Linked DNA regions of Rattus norvegicus: region 1 is linked to region 2. A link is a contact called in public Hi-C data. All regions are on one chromosome and are shown on one strand. Each heading gives the region's core, a stretch centred on a gene start, on an enhancer-like site or on the middle of the called end of the contact. The rest is flanking DNA. Distances are from core to core; before and after follow the strand shown. Region 1 has its middle 66 kb from the start of Ncald. Region 2 holds the start of Ncald (neurocalcin delta).

The links. A called contact is a pair of places that touch in the nucleus more often than the background predicts.
Region 1: a Hi-C map of the A7r5 cell line shows a contact between it and region 2, with 2.4 times the contacts expected there. The contact joins the enhancer-like site here to the promoter of Ncald in region 2. A contact is called at or near these places in 2 of 12 Hi-C or Micro-C datasets (the A7r5 cell line and the Rat2 cell line).

What each region holds. Positions count from the first base shown.
Region 1 is chr7:70,576,396-70,583,086 of GRCr8, reverse strand. It overlaps a transcript of Ncald not described here. Among named protein-coding and RNA genes, the nearest start is that of Ncald, 66 kb to the right of the region's middle. Within about 2 kb of position 3,051, at least 8 of the 93 cell types and tissues checked have an H3K27ac peak or open chromatin away from gene starts, as enhancers often do. A contact at or near this core is called in the A7r5 cell line, where this site is marked.
Region 2 is chr7:70,508,747-70,515,537 of GRCr8, reverse strand. It overlaps Ncald (neurocalcin delta), which reads left to right and starts at 1,774. Exons shown (of 4, transcript NM_001024371.1): 1 at 1,774-1,918.

The sequences.
Region 1 (6,691 bases), core at 1,802-4,301, 66 kb before region 2:
AATGGCTGATGCCTCCTGCTGAGGTAGAAGCTTCCCCAAACAGGGTCAAGAAATGAATGAATTTAGAGTCCAAACATGCTGACATCTGTACCGAATTCTTCCACTTTCTAACTGGAGTTCAGAGCAAATGATTTACCTTCTCTGAACCACAATTCTTCATCTGTGGCTAAAAACCACATAGTCCCTTCGTCATAAAGTTATGGTAGGAATAAGTGAGATCACGTTAGGGAGAGTGTCCAGACCACTTCCTGTACAGAGAAAGCCCAAGTTAGCCATTATTAATATGAAGTTATGTTATTTATGTCATGATGCAATAATAATAAAACATTAACACAGGAATGTGCTTAGCCCGGCACAAATTTAGATTTAAGGTCCCTCAAGAAGAGCTGGTTTTCTTTTTCGTCCTTTCTATACTTTTACTGACCACTTTGTTTTCTGTCTCTAGTGCCCTTTCTCTTCCACTTAGGGACACAAGAATTTTTAAATTCAGTAGGTACAATTGTTCAGCTAAGACCTTCACTTGGACTAAAACAGATTCGTGAGAAATATTGAATGATGGTCACCAGGCTACAGCTGCCCAAATAAGTCCTGGAAACCATTCCCACATGTATTCTATCATCCTGAGCTGCTACTGATTCAGCACTGGGACACCGATGCTTTACAACTCCAGTGATCAAATACCTCACCGTTGTTAAGATGTCAGCCTTCCCAATGGGAAAGATTTGTGTCTCCTTTTACTCAGTGCTAACGCTCCAGTGTCTAGAGAGCAACCATGCAAGTCCTTAAGCTGGTTCACAGTCCAATCTCACCCACCTAGAGTTGCTTCTCTGATTTGATTTCTCTTAAATCAAGCTAAATGTCCCCAGAAGGCTAGGCCTTGCTGGAAACCAGAAAGACTCATTCAGCAGCAGTGATGTGATAGTGGGTCTAGAATGACTAAAGGTTGTCTTTAAGCTTTAGCTCGACTGCTCTTCACTGGGACAATACTGGGACTAATCAGGGTGAACGGTTAGCCTCCAAACAGTAAAGAACGGACCAGTGCTTCCAGTGGGGGACTTCATGGAAAGGCTGTCCTTGACTAATTGCTTAATCATTCAGAAGTGATGATTTACAGACTTTGTCCTCAGTATGAAATTGTGAATTCTAACCCATTGAATCATAGGGAAGCAGCTGCTTTCCCACCCTCTGCTCCGTACTCAAGGCTTCTGAAGAGAAGGAAAGAGAGCCATGGCTGAGCCACCTTTCCCCGACTAACTCATTCCCTTAAACAGTTTCCCAAGCCTTAATCACCTGAGTCTTAGCTTCATGATTTTTCACTGTATCACATTCTATTTCTGCTATTTGTGTTTGGTTGTTTGTCTTTCCCATTAATTAATTTACTTGTTCAATTTACATTCCAATCACAGGCGCTCCCACTCCTGACCCCCTCCTCAAATATTCTCTTCCTCTAAGCCACCTCCCCTTCTCTGAGAGGGTGGAGGCTCCCTCTGGATACCCACCCCACCCCCACAAACTTGGCACATCAAGTCTCTGCAGGGGTAGGCACATCCTCTCCCACTGATGCCAGGCAAAAGACACCAACCCACCCGTAAGATTTTCAATCAAAAATTTGTTCTGTCTATGAGAAATGCAGGGACAAAGATGGAGCAGAGACTAAGGGAACAGCCAACCAATAACAGGCCCAACTTTAGACCCATCCCACAGGCAAGCACCAGTCTCTGACACTATTAATGATGCTCGGTTATTCTTGCAGACAGGACCCTCCCATAACTGTCCTCTCAGAGGATCAGCCCAGCAGCTGACTGAAACAGATTCAGAAGCTCACAACTAAACATAGGATGGAGCTTGAGGAGTCTTATGGCAGAGTTAGGGGAAGGATTGAGGGCCCCGGAGGGGATAGAAACTCCCCAGGAAGACCAACGGAGTCAACCAACCTGGACCCTTCTGGGTTCTCAGAGACTGAACCACCAACCAAAACAGCATGCACAGACTGGACCTAGTGTATCCCCCGACAACTGGAGCAGAGATTATCCTAAAAGCTGATATCTATGCTATTTTTAAACTTAATATCTAGGGCTGGAGAGATGACTCAACAGCTAAGAGCACTGGCTGCTCTTCCAGAGGACCTGGGTTCAATTTCCAGCACCCACATGGCAGCTCACAACTGTTTGATGCCAATGCATATTAAATAAAATTCTTAAGAAATAAACTTAATATCTCTTTAAAAAGACTCACTTCCTCTTTATGCATTGACTTGACATGTGTCCCACAGAGCACTTCCTATGAACTTGCCAGTTAAATGTGCCAATTCTATTTTTCCTCAAGTACATTAAAACAAGAACACTGCTATGCGTCACCATGCAATCCACCACTTAGATTGGCTTCTGGTAACACTCAGGGGATGCAGGGGATGCAGGGGATGCAGGGAAAGCAGGGGAAGCAGGGGATGGGATTCCCAGAAATCTTCCTGCATCCTCAGTGCTTGATAACCTGACAAACAGTCTTGGCTTGAAAGACAAATTCGGTGCCACCAGCTAGCAATGAACTAGATTCTTTTTCTAGCGTCCTTTGATGAGGCATTATCATAATACAGATCCGATGGACTCAGGCCCACACATTCTCAAGAGTTAGCTATATTTAAAGAGTAAATGCTTAAAAAACAACCCTCAGAATTTTCTGAATTACAGAGGAGTTAAACTGTCTAGGAACATCTTCCTTGGCACACAGCTGAAGTAAACGCTGGCAGAGGGGCATAGCCCTGCTAAGACTTGTGTCCGGTCTCCTCTGCAGTGCACTAGGCTTTTGCAGGGGCTGGTAGAACTTCCATGATGGGGAGAGAAGCACTGTAAGGATCCAAGTTAACTGCCCAGAGAGCAGTCTTGGAGAACCTCTACCACTTTGCATTTTCCCAGACTTTTCTACTTACTGTCGCTATGGTTTCCCGACTTTTCAAAGGCACAGGGACTGATGAGGAAACTGACTGTGGGCCTCAGAGAACAGACTCTGCCAAAATACAAGAACTTTGTTAACTGCCAAGAACGCCGTTGGTCACCCTTTCCGGGAGGAATGCAGGGAAACCTCAAGAATTAAATTCCGCTTGAAGCACATGGAGCATAGTCTCATATTCTGTTCTCCTGAACTAGTGTATTTATAATGCGCTCTTGGTTTCATTCCAGTCTTGCAGGGATGCCCCCTTGACATTAGACTGGCTGGTGTGTTCCTAGATACATTATGGACACTTCCCTCTCTCCTTGTCCGTTTTGATCAGATCATTCTTACTTAAGGTCTTCTTTCCTCATGCATCTCCCTTCTTCATTTAACATTTTAATGACCTACTCATTTGTCTTGGGTGTATGAAGCTTTGACCGCAGTTCCATACATGTGAGTACTGCATTCATGCACAGTGCTTTGGACATCAGAAGAAGGTGTTCTAGCTCCTGGAGCTGGAGTTACAGATTGTTGTGAGCCACCATGGGGGTGTTGGGAACTGAACCTGGATCCTCTGTAAGAGCAGCACATGCTCTAACCACTGAGTCATCTCTCCACTCAACCCACCTTACTTTGTTTTGGTCTAAAGCAGACCCTCGAACAAATTTCATTTCTCCAAAACTTTCTTTTCGTAATAAATGGAGTTCTTTTGGCTTTTCAAGATCATGTCAAAGCTTTCTCCAAAGCAAACAATCATATAGAGTCTGTGGGTCTTGGAGGCAGCAGTGGTAGACTGGGCCACTCCCAGAAGTTAATTCTGACCATGGTGTACATCACCAAATGACCTTGAGCTCCAGGCACTCCTCGTTACTTTTGCACAGTCCTGGGATAATTCAATAAAGGAACAGAAAAACCCAAAGCAAAGCCAAACTAAACCAAAAAGCTCTTGGATTCCTGTGTGGTCTTCCGTGTGTGATTTCAATTCTTATTTATTTCATATGAACTTGATGTGAGCAAATCAACTCCAGTGACTATATACACACCCACGCCAGAACTGAAAAGAATCCCCTAGGAGAAAACAGGAACCTTGGGAAGCCATTTTCTTATTGGGCTTTTGATCTGATTACCCTTGGAAACAGATGGCTATTTGGTTGGGGACAAAGCCACTTCTCCGCAGATCTAAGCCACTAAGGCAGTCATTGCTGTGGGGTATCACTTATAAGCTTATGACATGAGAAGGGCCACAGAAGGCTGAGAAACAAAGACGACCGTCCCTGCTTCTACAAATTAGCATGGCACCCATGCCGACGGCCTGATGTGTTTTCTGTTTTTAATTTCCTCAATTTTCAAACTGTAGGAGAACATAATATGCTTCTGTTTCCTAGAAACAGAAAACACAAGTAAATATTAGAGAAATTTGATATAGAGAAAGTGGGTTTGAAGCTTCTCAAAAGGATGCACCAAATGAAGCCACAGTAATGCTGATCTTCCCTGCATCTGGTTTAACCAGATTGGAAGGCCTCAGTCTTCCTGGACAATGCCCGCGTAGTCCCATGGGTCACACATAAGTACAGGGATAAATAACACCGTGCCAGCTGTGCTACGTAGCATGGCGTAGATGTAGGATATGAACTGGTGGTGAATTGGTGAGGTAGAACATGGCACACCTTTAATCTCAGCACGTGGACGATGTGGGGGGCAGAGGCAGGAGGATCTCTGAGATCAAGGACTACCTGGTCTACAATTCCAGAACAGCCAGGGCTACTGTCTTGAAAAGCAAATAAACAAACTAATAATAAAAATAAAAATAATAGTAGTAGCAGTATTAATAATTTTAAAAAGCTAGAATATATGAGCAAATTTAAACCCTTCAGTACATAGCACATGTATTTATTTATTTATTTATTTATTTATTTATTTAATTTTGAGGCTGCATTATGGCATAGTCTGTCAGTAATGGTGCCTGAGGCAAGCATTTCAACATGTCACCCTGGGACCTGTTGCCTTTTCTTCCCTTCCCACTCCTTGATCTCTTGTCAGGATACTCAGGCATGCATTCTGAGCTAGCTTCTATGACACAATCTAGCAAGTTAAGGATCTAAACCATGCCAGTTTGTATCTCACTGTTCTGAAAGTTGGAGTCTGGACAGAGCAGGGCTCCTTCAGGAAGCCTAGAGGGGAAAACCCATCCTTAGTCTTTTCTGGAGACTGCCTGCATTCCTTGGCTCACAAACCCTCTCTCACCATTCCAATCATTTGCTCCTGAGTGTTCACCTCAGCTTTTGAGCTGATCCTTCAGCATCTCTTATAGAGACTTTTGTAATTACAGAGGTCCACCAGGGAGTCCAGGTTGATCTTCCCATCTTGAGAGCTTTGACACATCCTATTTCTGAACCTTCTTTCCATGTAAAGAAAGTATTTGCAGGTTCTCGGCTAGGAGGTAAACATCTTTAGAAGTTTTCCTCATACAGGACCCTACTGTTCCACCTTCCCCTCATACAGGACCACCCTGTTCTATCCCCTCACCCTCATATGTATATACATGTGTACATACACCTATCCCCATACATACACACATGTGTATACACACACTACACATACACAACACACATGTATATACACACACTATACTACACACACATACACACACACACACACACACACACACACACACACACACACACACACAGGCAAAGGCTACCACAAGTCCTAAAAGTAACTCAAGTAACTCAGGCCAACTGGACAGGGAATTGTGGGATGCCAAATATCCAGAGGATGAGGGTTTAGAAGGTCAATTTGAGTTTAATAAGGGCACATAGTTTGGGGGCTGGGACCCTTTGACCCCAAAGGATCACAGACAAATGAAGGCAGATGCACCATCTGAAGCTGGGGCTGTTACTGGAGATGGTGCTGATTTTGCCAACAGACAGTGTAAATGGAAACCTAGAGCTGAGCTATAGTTAATGGGAGCAGCCCACTCCCCTAAAGCAGACAGCAGAAATGCAGAGCCAGACTACAGAGTCCAGCCAATCTGCGTCGAGGCTATCATGTGTGTGTGTGTGTGTGTGTGTGTGTGTGTGTGTGTGTGTGTGTGTACATGTATATATATATGATATATAATAAATATATATATATAATTTTAAGTATTGTACATTTTGTGCCACCTGGGAAAAAATAACGTGAAGTTGTAAGACATGGTAAGACCCTGGCTCATAATAAAATAACCCACATGAAAGCACCCATAATTAATCCTACTCGCTTCAGTCAGCCTGGGATTCCTGCACCCTCACAGGCTGGTGGCACTCCCTGCAGTCTGGTTGAACATTGAGTTGCTCGTGTATGGAGGAGACTCATTTCCCACACCTGATAGGCTCTCTGGGAAAGTCTGGGGTGCAGTGCAGGGTTGTCTTCATCAGTGACTTGTGGAAAGCTCTGTGTGTCCCTGTGTCACCCGGGTATGGCAGTAAGTAGCCTAGCTCTGTGTTTCAGGAGCTTGATTGGAGCTAATGGTAATGACAGAGTGTGTCTCAGAGTCTAGCACGAGAGGGTGCTCTGATTGCTGATTAGCATAGTTCTCTGCCCCGCAGTGTGTTAGAGTCGCATGAGGAACTTTTAAAAGAAAAAACCCTAATGTCTCAGCCCCAGCCTCCATGAAATTCTGACTTCACAGCTGAGGACTAGCCTTAGCATCACAAGTTTCGAAGCCCCCTCTCCCTGGGTACTTGAATCATCACCCTACTTTGCTCTTTCCCACCAACCCTTC
Region 2 (6,791 bases), core at 525-3,024:
CAGAGGCTGGGCTAAGAGTCAGGCAGCCACAGGGAGAGCTTGATCCCTGGGTGCCTACATCTTCTCGGGCTTCTTCCCTCCTAACCCATTGCTAGGACCCACACATTGAAACAGAAAACCAGAACTATAAACGGAATGCAAATCTGGAAAATAGAACTGTTGCTTAAGTCTGCCCCTTATAAGGCATTCAAACCAATCTGCATACATACTGGGTTCATCTGCTGCCATTCTAACAAGCAGGTACATCCCCAACCGTCATCAGTCTGAAATTCAAGGATCTGACTCTTAACTTTGCCTTTTCCTTTGCCAGGGTACAACCAACAGCATCAGAGAAATAACTTCTGATAAAAATCCATCTTCTCTCCTCCTTGGGGAAGTCAAGGACGATGAAGAAAAAGATAGAATGGGTGCTTCTGTGGCCAAGCACATTGGACATTAGTCCTGTGAAAAAATCAGTTGCTACTCTACTTAAAGAGGTTTTGTTCTGTGACACAAGTGTAGTTTTACCAACTGGCCTCAGAGTTGCTCATATCTCATAGTGTGTATGCACACACATTTATGTGTGTGTGAACATGTGTGCATGCTTGCGTGCCTGTGTGTGTGTGAGTGTGTGTGTGTGTATGTGTGTGTGTGTGTGTGTGTAGTCCTAATGACCCAGGCACATAAGGGTCCTTTTAGAACAACCTCTTTCTTCTCCTCACCTTTTAGCTCCCTTGTTTTTTGAATGAGTCCACATTTTCTAAAAGGCTTTTTCCATAATACCTTCCTTTGGGTTTCATTTAATTTTGTTTAATTGGCTTCCTGTTAATTAAGAATGAGAACGAACTGGGTCATATGCACTCAAAGAGCTAAAGATCAGCTAAAGTGGCCCTGAAGGAAATAAAGCTGTAATTTGGGAACAGGTGAGCTGCACCGTTTACTCCTCAGTGGTGGGCAGATTCCTCTGACCTCAGTGTCCATAGGATGCTGAACCAATCATTCAACATGAAACTCCCTCAATCTGTTATGGACCCAAGGGTTGTGGGAGGGAGAGCTTGGGACCCGCTATGAGTCCAGCCCCTTTTCTCATAATCTTCAGGTCCTTTTAAAGTTGTGTCCTTGCGGAAGTGTTCTGGACATCATTTTTGCAACGAATTTTAGGTGGCATAAAACCTTGGATTTATCTACCCTGCTTTCTACACCACGCTTCCTGTCAGGATTCTTCAGCCACTCCATCTTTTATCAACATGATAAGAATTCAGCTTCAGGAATATACAGTTTTTCTACCAACAACCCCTTAAAAGATGTTTTCCCTCAGTTTATTTAGAGGAGAATTTGATTCACTAAGAAAACTATCTCATGAATGTTGGCAGTTTCTTTCCTCGACTGGAGGGGGAGGGGCTTTGTGCTGTGATAGTAAGACCAGGGGTCACACCATGCATTTTCTGGCAACCGGAGAAAGGACAGGCAGGCTTTAATGGTGAAAGTTGCAGGCACTCGTGAGTCACAACTTTGAGGGTTGAGATTCTGTCAGGCGCTATTCACAATGGTTTTGCACTCTGTATATATACACACATGCACACACAGAGACGCGCGTGTGCACACACACACACACACACACACACACACACACACGAGCACACACATCAGTGACAGATGACCTATTGAAATAATTTCAGAGCCAGCCTGTGGTTGCTACGACAACCAATGCTCTCTTGGCTTTTATCTGGCCATGTGACAGGGACTTTGACGTCAGCCAGAGGCAGAGTCTGTGGCTGAGTCCGCACAGTCAAAGGCTTGTGAGAATCTGGTGGATGCTGGACCTTGCTGCTGCTGCCACCGTGCCGCTGCCGCTATTGCTGTCACTTCTGCTGTGGCTGTTGCTTCCCAGGGGCTGCAGGAGCATGGACTACTAAACCCCACACTTCTTCAGCTTGAGGTAATCGGTTTGCTTTATACACAGGAGTTCCGTGTTTTCACAGCCCCTGGTGGCTTTCCCTCCCCTCGTAACCTCCTACAACTTTGCCTTCAAGAGCAGTTACTGACGAACCCAGCCAAAGAATGTGAAGCAGCTCCCAGTCACGAACTGCAGGCAGTCTCAGGAACTTGGTTATATTTGGATTAATGTCCCATGGAGTAGGTTAAAATGTAATCTTCCTTGCGAAACGCTTACTAACGTATGTTATTTAGAAATTCTCATTTTGCAGGGTGAGCCAAATTTGCTCCCTCGAATTCTAGGAATCCCTCCTTCAGTTGTTGTTTGGGGTTTGGTGACTCCAGCACCGCCTTGCAGGGAGCAGCTAACTTTTCCTTGTTGCTGCTGCTGATTCTGCGTCAGCCCACAGCAGTCTGGAATTCGGTTTCTACCTCACTTGCAGCGTGTATAATTAGCTACAATGGGAACCGTGAGAAAAGGCTCTAGACTTTGAAAGTTGTGGTTAGTATTGTAAAGGGAGCTTTTGATACTTTGTAAACAAGAGGGGAACTGTCAACAGCTTCCTGTTTAGAGAGAAAGAATCTGCAATGTGCCAAGGAAGTTGGGGTGGGACCTTTACGTGTGTATGCCTGTGGTTGTTTTGTGGGTGTTACTGCGAAGTGCTATTTTGTGGCTCTCTCTGAAAACCCGGCTGAAGAGGAGGGGCTGGCTGGCCTTTTCTAAGGAGCTCTGTAAGCTGGTTCTGATCTTTATTCTTAAAAATAATTATCTTGAGAAGAAAAAAGCCTGGAACTAAATATACATTGATGCGAGGTCTACCTTAACTGAAATGTAGATTTAAAATGCTGGATAAAAATTTGCTCCAGGTCTTTTTTGAGCAATTCGGTAACTCTGATTCGCAAGGATTTCTCCAACACGTCATGCTCCCGGAGGCTGTGTGTGCATTGCTGTGGTTCTGCCAGCATCTTCTGCAGCTTGTAATTTCAAGGAAACCTCAGGCTCCGAAGCAAACAGAAGCCTAGATTGACAAACAGGTTTCTACATCTTAGAGATGTAACAGCAATGAGGCATGTTTTAGTTAGCCATCTGGGATAGGACCAGCGTCTGAAGGAACATAGACCGACACACTACATATGTGCTCTGTGGGTTGGTGATATAGTTATATTTTAGTTTGTTTTTTTTGTTGTTGTTGTTGGGTTTTTTTGTTTGTTTGTTTTGTTTTGTTTTTTGCTTATGTTACTGGGTTCGGAATTGTGTGTTCTATGTTTTGCTCTCATGGGGGAGAAATCTGAAAGCCCTTAGCTGCAGAAGTAAATGAATAACTGCTTGTATCAATTCTTTCCTAAGCAGCTTTCAGTGAATGGACCTTTTGATCAGGGCTTCCATTAGGATTGTCCACTGTCTGATGTGCTTGTACGTACCATGAATTTACTAAGACATCTTCCAGTCATTTAACTGACCTCACAGTTCTCGTAACCCAGACACTACCACTTTAATGTGTCAACTGGTGCGTGACATTTCAGTTGAGCAGGGAGAGGACCAGGTAGCACTGTCATTTATAGGCATCTCTTGTAGCATACACTTGGTGCTTAACTTTTCTTGTCCCAACTATGATACCTTCATTCATTTTTTCTTGGTTCTCTCCCTGGGTTTTAAATTCACAACATGATTATGTACGACAGCCTCTTGCATGAGACTGGATTCCAACAATAAAAAATGTGAGAGAGAGTCGGTGTTAGTGGCAAAATGTCGGTGATAAAGTTGGGAAAAGAGCCTCCATGATGAGAAGAGAGACTTTCAAAGCCATGAGCCAAGGGCCCTTTTTTTTTTTTTTTGGGGGGGGGGGCAAAAAGAGGAAAAGGGGGTTCTCAAGAACCATCTACCTGCAGCCGTGAGTGTGTGCTGCTTTCAAGGTCAAGTGTGTTTGGGCCTCAGAAGATGCCAGCATGGAATGATTTACTCTAGAAACCTGGCTGCTGAATTATTAAAGGGCTCTGTGTCTGGTTTCAGGAAACCTTAACCCTTTCAGTGCCATGAACATGTCTGGCAGTCTGGTAATGCCTGTGGACTCTTTTTCAGAATGATATATGAAATGCATAAGACAAAGTGTGCTGGGTTGCAAAGGGAACTACTTTTCATTAAAATGTATCTTTAAAAGGAAAAGAAAAGAAAAAGAGGCTATGAGTTTGAAAGAGAGGGGGAGGGGAAGAGGGAGCGGAGAGGGTATATAGAAGGGGTTGAGGGGAGGAAAGAGAACAGGAGAGGTAAGTTATTATCGTATAATCTCAAGACATAAAAAATAATAAAAACAAAATGTACCATCTTTTAATTATGATGGGATAATTGCTTTGTTAATATGTTATTAAGTCGTATACCTGACCGGCACGTGCAGTAGTTACCACAGTACTGAGGCGGTGCTACTCTCGAATGCTGTTTTGAAATAGAGTTAGTCTAAGAACTGCAGTATAAAATGCAAATATCTGTGATTCGTCTTGGCAATATCCCAGGCACTGTGGTTTGTGACCCACATTTTAATGGAAGGAAATACTAAATTTCAGTTTGGGGTGTGGAAACAAAAGATGTCATGTTTTTAACCACCAAAGTTCTTGGGGTTCTTCTGAATTCTATCTGCTTTGGAGGTAACTAACATGTGAGCTTGTGGGGCCAGAGGACGTAGAACCCCCTGGACAGAGTCTATAACCTCATTTCGGTTCCACAGCATCTGATTTTATTCTTGGACCATGAGAATTTCACAGTGTACTCTAAATACCTGGTATGGACAGGAACGGCTGCTATCTGCAACTCGCCTCTAATACCCCACCGACTCCATCTTTACTTGTCTTCGTTGCCTGCACTGAGGAACTCTTACCTGGGTAGATATGGGTTATGAGGAAAACAGAGTATTGGCAGGTCACTCAAGTTCAAACCAGGCACCACAGAGAACCGTCACTGTTTACAAAGAGACCTTTATCCACACAGGGAAGATAAGTGAGCGGTGCTTATGTGAAGCATGCTGGGAAAAGGAGGCCCTTCCCAAAAGAGCAGAACTGGATGCACAACGTATTTAAGGTCGAGCAGGAGGTATAATCACTATTGTTTACTGTGTGTCAGAGAAGCTCTCGTTCCCTACATTGTTTTGAATGAGAAAAAAATAGTGTTGACTTTCCTCTGTGCAACGAGGGAAATTTGCTGTCCATTGGCTGCTGCCACAGTCCTGTGTTTCGAGAGACCAAAGCCACCCTTTCAGTTATACCAGCTCCTACCTCCCTGGCAGTGTAGAAGAATGGAGCTAAGATGGTTTTGCACTAGCTGTTGTTTAAACTAAATCCAAATCCCTTGCATTTGAAATGGAAGCTGAGTAATTTTTCCTGTGGCCTCAGAGGGATTACGAAAGAGGATGTTCTCAAATAGTTCTTGCTCTTTGGATTAGAAAAAACACCTGCTTGGAGCCTGGGTCTCTGTGGCAACCTGCAGGGAAACTTGGAGAAAGTCTAACATCCCCAGCTGTCCTTTGCTTCTAGATGGAGGTGTTGGAAACCTCGGCAGGGAATGGAATGTGTCATTATTTTTTACGAAGTCAACTTTTCTTTAAATGGTGTCTTGGGATGGAAAGCAACTAACAACAGCATTACAAAATTCAGCATATTTTTACTGTCTCCATAAGAGACGCCATGAAAGTTAGTGTCCATTGAGACTTTCATACAGAAGTTGTATGATAAATATTGAGTTCACTGGTGCTATATTCTCCAGACCAATACAGTTTTTCATCTTTGTGCTTAAATGTATGGCTTTTTGTGAACTATGTCTATAGATGCCATTGATGTCGCGCTGAAATGGCTCAGTGCTTAAGAGCATGTGCTGCTCTTGCAAAGGACGTCAGGTCCCAGAAACCATGTCAAAGGGCTCACAACTGCTTGTAATTCCAGCTACAGGGGGTCTAACAGCTTCTTCTGGCCTCCACAAGCACCTGCACACATGTGCCATACACTCACACAGGCACACACGTGTGTATTAAATAGAAATGACAATTTTTAATTAATCATCCTATGTTAATCTAGAATGGAACAGACTCCTGTCATGATAAAGTCCTATATTTGACTGCAGGCAAGAGATTGCTAATGTGAAAGACATTCCTGCTGTTGCCTTTCTTAGACGGAGGCTTTTCTCAGTCTGTGAGTTCTGGTCAGCAACTCCAGCAGAGCCGAGACCTGCACATCCTCCTTAAGCAGATGTCCTGGTTACTATTGCTGTGACGAAAATACCCAACAAAGACAAATTAACAAGGGACAGATTCGGCCAGGCACGGTGGCACACACCTTTAATCCCAGCACTTGGGAGGCAGGCAGATCTCTGTGAGTTTGAGGCCAGCCTGGTCTACAAACCAAATCCAGGATACACAGAAAAACCTTATCTCAAAAAACAAAACAAACACAAAATAAACAGACACAAAACAACAACAACCAAAATAAAGGGAGGTGTTGTGGCTCACAGTTAAAGGGATGTGGTCCACCATGCCAGGGGCAGGATGACAGCAGGACCACAAGGCAGTTGGTCACATCACATCCTCAGTCAGGAAGTAGACCCAGATGAAGGCTGTTTCTCAACTTGTTTCCTCCATTTTCATTTAGTCCAGGGTCCTGGCTCATAGGATGATGCTTCCCACAGTTAGGGTGGATTTTTCCACCTCGAGTTACCCCATAGATTTATCTCCTAGGCGATCCTAGATCCTGTCACGCTGAAAATCACAACTAACCACTACATCATGTTAAACATTTTAAATGATGACTCTGAAATGTTTTAATTTCTGTTACACGTGTATTGGGCATAAATGCCAAAGAGTATGACTGTGTGCTGTGTGCTAAGGGGACTCCCATAG